Regions from separate parts of the Mus musculus genome. Here regions 1 and 3 are each linked to region 2. The links are chromatin contacts, called in public HiChIP or PLAC-seq maps. All regions are on one chromosome and are shown on one strand. Each heading gives the region's core, a stretch centred on a gene start, on an enhancer-like site or on the middle of the called end of the contact. The rest is flanking DNA. Distances are from core to core; before and after follow the strand shown.

What was found. HiChIP or PLAC-seq counts read pairs in DNA pulled down with a chosen protein or histone mark.
Region 1: a FOXA1 HiChIP or PLAC-seq map of pancreatic cancer cells shows a contact between it and region 2. The contact joins two enhancer-like sites. A contact is called at or near these places in 2 of 39 promoter capture datasets (hippocampal neurons and liver) and 1 of 115 datasets of contacts at active chromatin or transcription factors (pancreatic cancer cells).
Region 3: a FOXA1 HiChIP or PLAC-seq map of pancreatic cancer cells shows a contact between it and region 2. The contact joins the promoter of Mrps23 here to the enhancer-like site in region 2. A contact is called at or near these places in 2 of 39 promoter capture datasets (hippocampal neurons and liver) and 1 of 115 datasets of contacts at active chromatin or transcription factors (pancreatic cancer cells).

Annotation. Positions count from the first base shown.
Region 1 is chr11:88,612,857-88,616,453 of GRCm38.p6, forward strand. All of the region lies in intron 5 of Msi2 (musashi RNA-binding protein 2), which reads right to left. Among named protein-coding and RNA genes, the nearest start is that of 0610039H22Rik, 4.6 kb to the right of the region's middle. Within about 2 kb of position 1,300, at least 148 of the 459 cell types and tissues checked have an H3K27ac peak or open chromatin away from gene starts, as enhancers often do. A contact at or near this core is called in pancreatic cancer cells, where this site is marked.
Region 2 is chr11:87,676,415-87,680,190 of GRCm38.p6, forward strand. All of the region lies in intron 2 of Rnf43 (ring finger protein 43), which reads left to right. Among named protein-coding and RNA genes, the nearest start is that of Rnf43, 15 kb to the left of the region's middle. Within about 2 kb of position 2,322, at least 26 of the 459 cell types and tissues checked have an H3K27ac peak or open chromatin away from gene starts, as enhancers often do. A contact at or near this core is called in pancreatic cancer cells, where this site is marked.
Region 3 is chr11:88,202,776-88,206,405 of GRCm38.p6, forward strand. Mrps23 (mitochondrial ribosomal protein S23) reads left to right here and starts at 1,613. Exons shown (of 5, transcript NM_024174.6): 1 at 1,613-1,710; 2 at 2,414-2,584. The coding sequence starts at 1,667.

The DNA.
Region 1 (3,597 bases), core at 50-2,549, 940 kb after region 2:
CCTCCCATAAGCCTTGTCTTTAATTTAATCGTGCTTGAGGTTTGCAAATAACGCTCCCGGCCCAGCAAGGATACATTAACCAGATTAAACTCGAACCCCATGTTGTAAGACACCACATACTAGGCACCCAGTGGCCAACAGTCCCATCTGTACAGGAATGTTCAGGAGCACCTAGAAGTCTCACTTGAGGGGGTAGAGGTCTGGAAACCAACATAATCACCCTACAGTATTCGGGGACTTGTGTCCTAGCTGCCAAGTCTACCCTAAAGCACATGACAGATGCCAACAGTTCACAGAATGAATGTTAAACGGAATCCCTGGGAGGTCTGGGATAACCATCCTTTGAAAGTCTGGACTTTGAAAAGCAATGTAGAATCTACAGACTGAACACACGCGGCATTGTCTGATCTCGGAAGCTAACCAGGCTGGGCCACGGTTAGTAATTGGATAGGAGAAGCAATGTAGGATCCTCCCATAGTGTTAAGGAAACTGACCTAGAAAAAAAGTACAGGGCAAACAGAACCAAAACAATACACTATACTGAATTCCTAACTATGTGATAATGTTTCAGGATAGAAGTCCAGGGGATTGATGGGAAAGCTTTTTAACTGGGCCTGGATCTAGACCTGGACCTGAACTTCTGTTTGCCCGGGTTTGAGCTATGTTACTACACATGACTTATGTTAATGGCTACAGAACAACAATGGTTACTGCAAGCAGCTTATCTTAAAACAATATAAATCAGTACCGCCACCCTATGACAAGACAGTTCCCATATAACTTTGTCTTTTATATTCTCTAGCTGATTAATTGGGGGGTGCTTTTCCTTCCCTCGTCTGTGTACACAGTTTCTGTTGGGGGTGCTCCCCCTGTTTGCTAGTCTACCATATATGGCTGTAACACAGGAGGCTCCAGCCTATTTCTTATCATCCGGTCCCTTACTCCAGTGCTGGCGTGGTGAACTGGTTGGTACCCTTACCCATGCCATCAGCCTCCCCACGGGCCTCTCTGTTATGTAAGATTTGAAAACTGGAGATCCCTCTTCAGGATTGCCCTGCAGCTTGGTTCAGAAGGGGAAGTGGCTTGTTCTGGGCTTTGTTTCCCCTGGCAGCGGAGGGGGGTGGGGGTGTGTGTCGGGGAGGTGTTTGGCTATTTCAGTAGCAATATCCTGTGTCGCCGAAGAATCTATTTTTCTGGAATGTTTGAAGCAGGGTTGTGGCAGCAATGGAGGCTTCCTGATTGAGATGGCATGGTGGCCTCTGCTCCAGACTCGGCAGCTGTGGCAGGCCCTCTCTGACTCAGAAGGACTTCCTGATGCCCGGGGAGTGGTAGCTACCTGCAGTCCCAGACCTGCTGCAGGGCTCTGAACACAGAGCCTGGAGCTTTCTCTACACCTCCTAATGTTTTCTACAGGTATTTTCCCATTCCTCAACACATTCCTTACTGGCTTAAAACTGGATAGGATCAGGCTCAGCTCTCTGAAACCAGACCAAAATACTGTCTCTGTTCTTGTGTTAAAAACAGATCATTATCTCGCTCAAAAAGACATAGAGCAGAGCCTGACATTTCAGTTTTGGTTCTCTTCTCGCTAGCTGCCTGACCTGGGACAGGCTAGTGCTAATGTTTACTGGGGCTCAGCTTTCTCACCTAGAAAATGAAATAGAGAAACAAGACAAGGCCCAAGGTCCCTAACTCTGCTTAACACTGGCTGACTGTAAACCCTGTGTCCTACTCCGAATTCTGTCTTGGTTTCGTTTCGTCTTTTTTATTTTTTTATTTTTTGCAATCAGCTAATCAATATGCACTATATATTCAGAAAAACTGTCCTCATTCTTGAGCAAACAATTGCAAACTATGATCTGAAACATGCCCTCACCTGGAACTGAATGTGGCCTATGAAAGAAAGGACCCACAATGATAAGAGTACGCAGGCAGGGTGAAGAATCGCTGGTGTTCCTCTAGAAACAGGTAGCAATACTGGTTTCGGTCTCGTTTATATTTTTAACATCAGAAAGTACCTGTTGCTTCTTTGTATGATGAAATAAATAGAGAACAGGTGTGGTGTGCTTTTCTGTTTATCCGAACCTACTAAGAACAGAGCTGCAGGGGGATGGGAACACGCTGATAAGCTTGCTGGTAGTGAATACGAAGGGGGGGGGGGGCCAGTTATGAGGATTGGGGTGGGGCTTCCCTCAGCTCCCCACTCTCCTCTTCCCACACCCATGTAAGAGCTTTCTCAGGACAGTTACACTGTAAATTATGATTCAGAGGAAAGCTATTTCCAGCCACGAACTTGGGTAAATGTTAACCATGTAAGCTGCTTAGGCAAGTAAGTAGGTTAGTGTTCAGAAGTTAGGTAGGTCAACAAGCCCCAGAGAGAGGCTACCAAACACACTGAAGAACAAAATGTGGAAAGTCAGGGCCAAGTGGACCAAGAAACTCAAGGCTGAAAACTCAGCCTTGCCTAATCAAGTAGCTCTGGGTCTTTTTCTGATTTTTGTTTTCCCCCAGTGCTAGGAATCAAACCTATAGCCTATAATGCATGTCAGGCAAATGTTCTACCATTAACCCTTTTATTTTTAGAAATACTCGTTGATATTTTTAAAAAGCTAAGTTCTATGCTGGCTAGTTTGTTGTTAGTCTGTTTGGTTTTTTGGTTTTGTAAACTTGACACATGCTAGGATCATCTGGGAGGGAAGACTATTAAATTAAGAAAATGCTTCCATAGGACTGGCCTGTGCGCAGGTCTGTAGGACATTTTCTAAGGTCACTGGGCTGGTGGTGGTCCTGGGTCTCTAAGGAAGCAGGCTGAGCAAGCCATGGAGAGCAAGCCAGGAGGCAGCATCCCACCATTCATGGCCTCAGCGTCGGCTCCTGCCTCCAGGTTCCTGCCCTGTCTGAGTCCCTGTCCTGACTTCTCTCAGTGATGGACTGTGACCTGATGAAGTATGAGCTGAAATAGACCCTTTCCTCCCAAACTGTTTTCTGCCATAGTGTTTTATCACAGCAATAGAAACGCTAATCAAGCAAAGCTAATATCCCAGATTTATGTTGAGAGTATAAAATAGCTCCTTTTTCCCTAGGGGAAGAATATGATCTGAAAATATATATTTAAATATATATTTATATTTAAATATATATTATATTATATATAATATAAACACACATATTATGGATATTTAGGGTTTTTTTTGGGGGGGGGGTCGAGACAGAGTTTCTCTGTATAGCCCTGGCTGTCCTGGAACTCACTCTGTAGACCAGGCTGGCCTTGAACACAGAAATTCTCCTGCCTCTGCCTCCCCAAGTGCTGGGATTAAAGGTGTGCGCCACCAATGCCCGGCAGGATGTTTAGATTTTTAAAATATCACATATTAGTGGTCATATAATTCTATTACCCACTCATACTGCATGTACACACATACATAAAAGCATCTCTAATATATTCACAGTGGCCAGCATGGTGGCTGAGGCAGGAGAATTACTTCAAATTCAAGGCCAGCCTGACCTACTTAGTGAGATTCACAGCAGCCAGGGTAACATAGTAAGACCTGTCTCAAAAACAAATGAACAAATTAGCCATAGTCTTCAACCCCAGTC
Region 2 (3,776 bases), core at 1,072-3,571:
GCTGTGTAATACAGTGAGGTCCTGTCTCAAACAAACAAGATGCCTAAAACGACAGTGCAGGAGCCTTTAAACTATTTATCATCATCATCATCATTGTCACATCATCATAGAAATAGGCATGATATATGATAGATTTTGAGATTTATACCTATAAATCCCAGTGCTTGGGAGCCAGAGGCAGGAGGATCAGGAGTTTAAGGCCAGTCTTGAGCAGCCTGTCTCAAACAAACAAACAAATAAACAAACAGCCCACCTAAAACAAAACAGAGTAGAAGTAAATTTAAGGCACTAAACACAATAGGTGTGTGAGTGCTTGTCTGCATGTATGTTTGTGGTCCCTGTGCATCCCTGGCGCCACAGAGGGCACTGGTTCCCTGGAGCTAGAGGTTTAGACAGTGCTGAGATGCCATGTGAGAGCTAGGAACTAAACCTATGTTAGTCCTATTCTCTAAAATCTGTTGGTTTTAGTATAATATGAGAGATCTATGAACATTATAACCTGCTATAATGTTAATAAACTGTAATGATATGCACAGCTTTAGATTATTATTAGATTTTCTTATTAGACTATTTGGGACCACTTAGGTGCTTCCTGTGTGTGTGTGTGTGTGTGTGTGTGTGTGTGTGTGTGTCTTAACCACTGAGCCATCTTTCCAGCCACTTAAAGAGACATATGTCTCATGTATCTGTCTGTCCATGCATCCATCCATCCATCCATCCATCCATTTTTGCTTTAAGACAAGGTCCAGACTAGCCTTGAACTTGCAACAATCTTCCTGCTGCTCCTACCTCCCAAGTATTGGGATTCTAGGTGGCTTCACCATGCCAGGAGTATTTAATTCTTTCATCTGAGGTAAAATATATGGTAGATACTGCAAAACAGAAAACAAAACCAAAAACCACCCCATACCAAATTAAATTAAAGTCACAGGACAACTTTGTAGCAGAATGTGAGAGTGATGGCTACCGTCTTCTGGTCCTGTTCTGTCCTTACATTTGTTAGCACGGAGAGAGGTAAGAAGTGAGACTGTCTCTGTGTTTTAGATTTTACAGTTCCTTTTGTTAAACTTGATGCTAGAAACCATCAAAGCTGTTTCAAGCCCCTGTGATGGAGCTACGTTGAATTCAAACCAATAAGCAATGCCTGGGAGACTCTAATTAAATCTTAGGAAAGATCTGGAGGGACCAGAGATAACCTAGAACCAGCGGGTTGGGTGAAGTCTGAATCTAGGCTTTAAAAATCGTGTAAGCTTGAATTAGTATCGCTAAGCTGAACAAGTGTGCAAGACCTAAGGTTTCAGAGCAGCTGGTAGGTGTTCATACGCCGATTTGTAAGCATTCTAGGAGGACGGAAATCTGATTAGTTACTGTGCCTTATTCCTAAACTGTGACTATCTTTCTGTTGTCTGTCCCTAGAAAACTTCCGCCTGAAAAAAAGAGAGAGAGAGAGAGAAGGGCTGCCATGAATTGTCTTAGGTCCCAGAGTAGACACAAAAGCACCTTCTTAGAGCCCAGGCAGCGGAGGGAGGCAGCTTGTACAGGCAGGTCTGTGCTCTCAAAGACTGGGAGTCGGAGTCTTTCCCCAGGGGGTTTCCAACTAGTTTGCACTTCAGAAAAATCTTTTCTTTCTCCTGCTGGTCACGCCCTGCAAAGAATTTTCTTCTAACCAGAAGAAAAAAAAATGTTTTATAATCAAAGATCCTTGTCCTTAGTTGTTGGACATCAAAGGAAGTTTGGAGAAGATTGGGGGATTATTTGAGCACCCAGAATTTATTCTGAATGCAAACTTGCAACATAGCAAATTCCCCAAAGCACGTACTGAGAGCTGAAGGAGCTCATAGAACGCCGTCTTTATCCATCCTTGCTTAGCTCAGTTCGGTACAAATGAGTTGAGGTCCTCTGTCTCTGAGCTTGGACTTAGCCCAGGAATGTTTGGGGTTTGAGCTGCTGATTTACTGGAAAAGGCCACTCACCCTATGTATCTGCTATTTTATAACCTTGTGTTTGGAAATATCGGCAACTATGGAGAAACTTCAACAACAAAATCGTCCGTTTTAACCTTCATTGTTTTAACTCTTGGGAGCTTGGTGTTTCTGGGCAGTTGATGATATCACAAGTTTTGGGAGCCACATTCTCTGCATTTCCCTACTGTCTCTGAGGAGTCGTGATGTCATTTTCTCCCACAGAGGAAAACCTTGGCACCCTGAGGGCCTGAACTCAAGTCTTGGCAGGTAAATGAAGGAGGTACCTGCTTTTAGATTTAAAGTGAATGAGTCAGGTGCAGAGAGACATAGCCATGGTCAGCGTTGTCATTGCTGTCACATGTCATTAGTCATCTAAGGAGAACTGAGACCGTACACTACAGAACTGCTTTTCTGGGTGAGAACAAGGAGTCACTTAATATTTCAATTTTTACATTTTTGACATCTATAGGACATTATTTTCTGATTTTTCTGCTCCCTCGTAACTGCCCTTCTCTTAATCCAGGAGCTCTCTAAGCTTCTGAAAACCTGTTTATATTATACAGTTTTCTCTCATAGAACAGACTAATAACATCAACCAAAACAAAGGACTGAAATGATGGGCGAAGCAGATCTGGTGAATCATGCCCCGGGCCAAGTTCCGTGTTACCTTAATCTTAGCTCTGTGGTTGGGAACTGAAGAGTGTTTGCCTTCCATGACCGAGTGGTGGTTGGAGATCGAATTCCAGGAGCACCCAAAAATGCTCAGTTTCCAATAATGGCAGTTACCAGTGCCCCCTGCAAGGATTCTGTGAGCGCTCTGAGCGCTTTCTTGTGGTGTCCTTGTGGTTTAAAAAGGCATCATGAGTTAGAAAGGTCTGCCCTGAAGACAAACCTCAGAGAAACATCACTTTTCTATCTTTGCCACTAAAAATAATCTTTTATGGTTTTATTCTTTTCTGAACTGGCATGCTATATAGTTTTGTGGGTTTTTTTTTTTTTTTTTGGAAAGTCTTTTTCATAGACTCATCAACAGACTTCTCTCAAAAGTTTTTTTTTAATTTTTATTTTATTTGTGTGTGTGTGGTGCATGCATTTTGTGTCAGTGTATGCCACATGTGTGGGGGTCCTGTGGAAAATATAAAAGGGAGACTATACTCTGGAATTGTAGTTACAGGCAGTTGTGAACCACCCAATGTGGGTGCTGGCAACAGAACTTGGGTCCTCTGGAACAGTAGCCAGTCTTAACCACTGAGCTATCTCACCAGCCTTCTCAAAAGTTTTAAATGCACTAGTTTGCTCTAGGACAGTAATGCAGACTCTTAGATAAATGGGATTTACCAGTTTATTCTACTTAGCAGTGAAAACTTGCCTATTCAAGATCAGTCTATAGTCTGACACTGCTGACAAAGATGGCGGGAGAGTGGCAGGGGTGGACCACGTTATTACCTTGATGGGAGAAATTCCAGGAGACAAGAAGACCTCCTACTGAGAACATTAATATTAACATGTGGAGGGTGTAATGGTGCACACCTTTAATCCCAGCACTTGGGAGGCAGAGGCAGGTGGACCTCAGTGAGTTTAAGGCCAGCCTGGTCTACAAAGCAAGTTCTAGGCCAGCTAGGGCTACTTAGAGAGAGCTTGTCTCAAAACAACAACAACAATAACAACAAAATCCCAAACCCAAATAAACAAACAACCTTGCCTATTCATGTATTATTAGATTATATAGAGTTCTTAAAACTCTATATAATCTTACCTATTCATGTATTATTAGATTATATAGAGTTTTAAAAACTATATTAAGATCATATT
Region 3 (3,630 bases), core at 363-2,862, 530 kb after region 2:
CCATCTCTCCAGCCCCCCTCTCCCCCCCCCCCCGCTCTTACAGATTTCATTCCCATACAACTATTTCTGCAATGTTTCATTTAACCCCAAGCCATGGGCATTAATGTAGGTAGGTAAATACAGATGGTCCTAGCTCGTTAATTTTACCAGGTGCATAGGCTTTCATAGAATGCACAAACCCTAACTTTCCAGCCACTAGTTTATTTTGAGATAGGGTCTTTCTCTACACAGCCTTGGCTTCTGAAACTCACCATGTAGGTCAGGCTGGCCTTAACTTACAGATATTCAATATCTGCCTGCCTCTGCATCTCAAGTGCTGGGATCAAAGGCGTGTGCTAACATCCTCTACTACTTTTCATTCGATGAAATATTTGTTGTTGCTCTTCTGTTTTTTGTTTTTTTATTTTTCTTAGACAGCATCTCACTGTGTAGCCCTGGCTGTCCTGCAACTTGATCTGTACATCACCAGACTGGCCTCAAACTCAGAGATCGTCCGCCTCTGTCTCCTGAGTTCTGGGATTAAAGGTATGACCCACCACCTCCTGATCATATGATGAATTTTAATTAATTTCATGTGTATCAGTATTTTGCACGAACGTAAGCCTGTACACCACATACATGCCTGGTACCTGCAGTGTTCAGAAGAGAACATCAAATCTCCAGGGACTAGAGTGACAGGTGGTTATGTCACCCTGTGTGTGCTAGAACTCGAATCTGGGTCCTCTGGAAGAGCAGTCAGTGCTCTTAACTGATGAACTCTTTCTCCAGCCCGATGTTTTGTTTTTGTTGTTGTTGTTGTTTTTTTTTAAATCTTGTCACTACGATCAACCATGATGTTCTTCGCACAAATACCCTGATGAAATTTCTAAGGGGTGCTTCTCCAACGGATATTCCTCCAAACCCATACTTTGAACAGTTGAACAATGACAGACTACGTTCCCCCAGATTTTTATTTTCTTCCTCCGAATGCATTCATTCTGGGCTTTTACTTCTTAAAACTCCAGCGCTAGCGGGCGGGCGAGGGACGCCTCCAGCGGAGGAACTACTACTTACAGGCAGCTTTCCACTGAGCCTGAAAACAGACTGCTCTGCTGAGCCCCGCTTAAGGCGCAAAAGGCCGAGGAAGGAGGCCTGGAGGCTCGTGTCACTTGGAAAAGTTACTTCGCCCCTATTTGGGTCTCAGTTTCTGAGTAGTGTGAGTGGCTAAGATTAGGCTTAGTCGAGCCTGGTGTCCTCAAATGTCATATTGGCTAGCTGTTCCTGACTGTAGGATGTGCTGCATCCCGGCGAGCTCCACACTATTCCCTCCACCCTGCCAGAGAGGAGGAAGCTTTGCAAAGTTAGAGAGAAGAAAGCAGGCGCCACACTCCACCTTTCCCCAGGACCGGTCGTTTGCTACTCTTGCGCAGCTTTGGCGCGCTCCCGCTCTTTTGGCTCGGGAATCGATTATTCGTATCTGACCACCCCACCCCACCCCCACCCACCCGGACGCAGGACCTGAGGGCTCCTGCTCAGCCCATCGTTTGCTTCTGCCTGGTTCCGCCGTCCGGATGACGTCGAGGCGGGACTGTCATCCTCGGCTCGGCCAGCCGCTTGTTCCCCCTTGGCTTGCTTGCTGCCGCTTCCGCTTCCGGTAACAGCCCGAGGCTTTCTAGCCCAAGTGGCCATGGCGGGGAGCCGGCTGGAGACGGTGGGGAGCGTGTTCTCCCGGTGCGTGCTCCGAGTTGGGCGAGGGCAGAGTTCCTAGCGGGTCACGACCCTCCTGGCATATCCTTAGGGGATGCGGTTGCGGGTGTCCGAGCCAGGTGATGCCCTTGGCACGGAATCGGTGTGGTTTGTCTCTGTCCCCTTGGATTTCTGTCCTGTCAGATTGTGCTCGCCACCCCATTTCGGTGGAGACCTTCTACAGTAAAGAAGCTGAAGGGCCTGACTGGACAGGTCTTGCTTTTTCACTATGGAACGGTGGGTGGGACCCGTGCAAGAAGATGGAAGCTGTGTGTCGTGGCTCGCGCGCGTAGTCTCGGCACTTAGGAGGCGAGGCAGGAGGATTGCCACAAGACCGGGGCCAACCTGGCTTCGTAGCAAGGCTACTGGTGGACTTCTGTCAAAACAAAAAGCCTGCGTGGACACGCTGTAATCCTAGCTCTAGGGAAGTGCAGGGAGGCACTAAATTCAAGGTCATCCTTGGCCACACTCTTTAGTTTAAGTCTAGCCTAGGCTACATGAGAGCTAACCAACTGGACTTAACACTGTGGCCATGCTAGGTTGCTGTGTGTATTGGCCGTGCCTCCTTTAGGCGGGAGGCCCATTTCAGCTCACCCCTACCAGGCTGCTCTTTCCTTCGTTTAAGTTGATTCAGAGACTTTACAACCCTGTGGTAACCGACTGACCTTGGTTCTGTTCCCTTTCTAAGGACGAGGGATCTGATGCGGGCCGGGGTGTTGAAAGAGAAGCCACTGTGGTATGACATATATAAGGCCTTTCCACCCCTGAGAGAGCCTGTCTTCCGAAGGCCCCGCTTGCGATACGGCAAAGCCAAAGCTGACATCCAGGACATCTTTTACCAGGAGGATCAGATTCGAGCGTAAGTGTCTATCCCCTATAGTGAGCAGGGTGCCGCAGACCTTCAGAGAGGAAGGCTCATGTAGAAGTCTGCCAACCAGACCACCAGAAGAGGATATCAGATCGCATTACAGATGGTTGTGAGCCACCATGTGATTGCTGGGAATTGAACTCAGGATCTCTGGAAGAGCAGTCAGTGCTCTTAACCACTGAGCCATCTCTCCAGCCCAGAAACAGAAGTTCTAAGAAGTGGAATCTGGAGACTAAACTGACAAAGTTGCAGATAAAGTGTTTGTTAACTGGCCTCTGTTCTGTATGAGGTACTTGATCAGCCCTTGACAAACATCAGCTCATAGACTTTATTACTCTAACCCTGTCCGCGAAGGCAGGTATCATTGCCTCTGTGTTATTCAAGAGAACTATCAGGTTCAAGGAGGTTAACCACCATGGCCACCCCAGAGGGCGGTGGATCTGAGAATCACGTCTGGCTCCACACTTAAGCTGCTGCTATCACAGTAGCTTCTTTGGAAGCGGAAATAGGTGGAATATGGTCTGAGGATTTAATGTCTAACAGTTATTGAAGCCGCCCTGGAAAGGATGCTCAGAAGTTGAAAGCACTTACAGTAACCATGACTAGAAATCTGAAGGAAAGTGCTTTCTTTCTTTCTTTCTTTTTAAAAGATTTACTTATTATTATATATAAGTACACTGTAGCTGTCTCAGACACACAAGAAAGGAGCGTCAGGTCTCATTACAGATAGTTGTGAGCCACCATGTGGTTTCTGGGATTTGAACTCAGGACCTTCAGAAGAGCAATCAGTGCTCTTAACCGCTGAGCCATCTCTCCAGCCCTGCGTACTTTATTTCTTTAGCATCTATTTTTTTCCTTTTGTTCCTCTTGGGACAAGGTCATGATCTTCATGCCTCTGCCTCTGGAATCCTGGTGTTACAGGCTTGTATCGCCATGCCTGGCATATTAATGCACATTTATTGTAGAAAATTGAGAAGCAAGGGAAAGAATAAAGAGGAAAGAGCCAGGGCACCTACAGCCCTCTTCTGAGGTAGTGC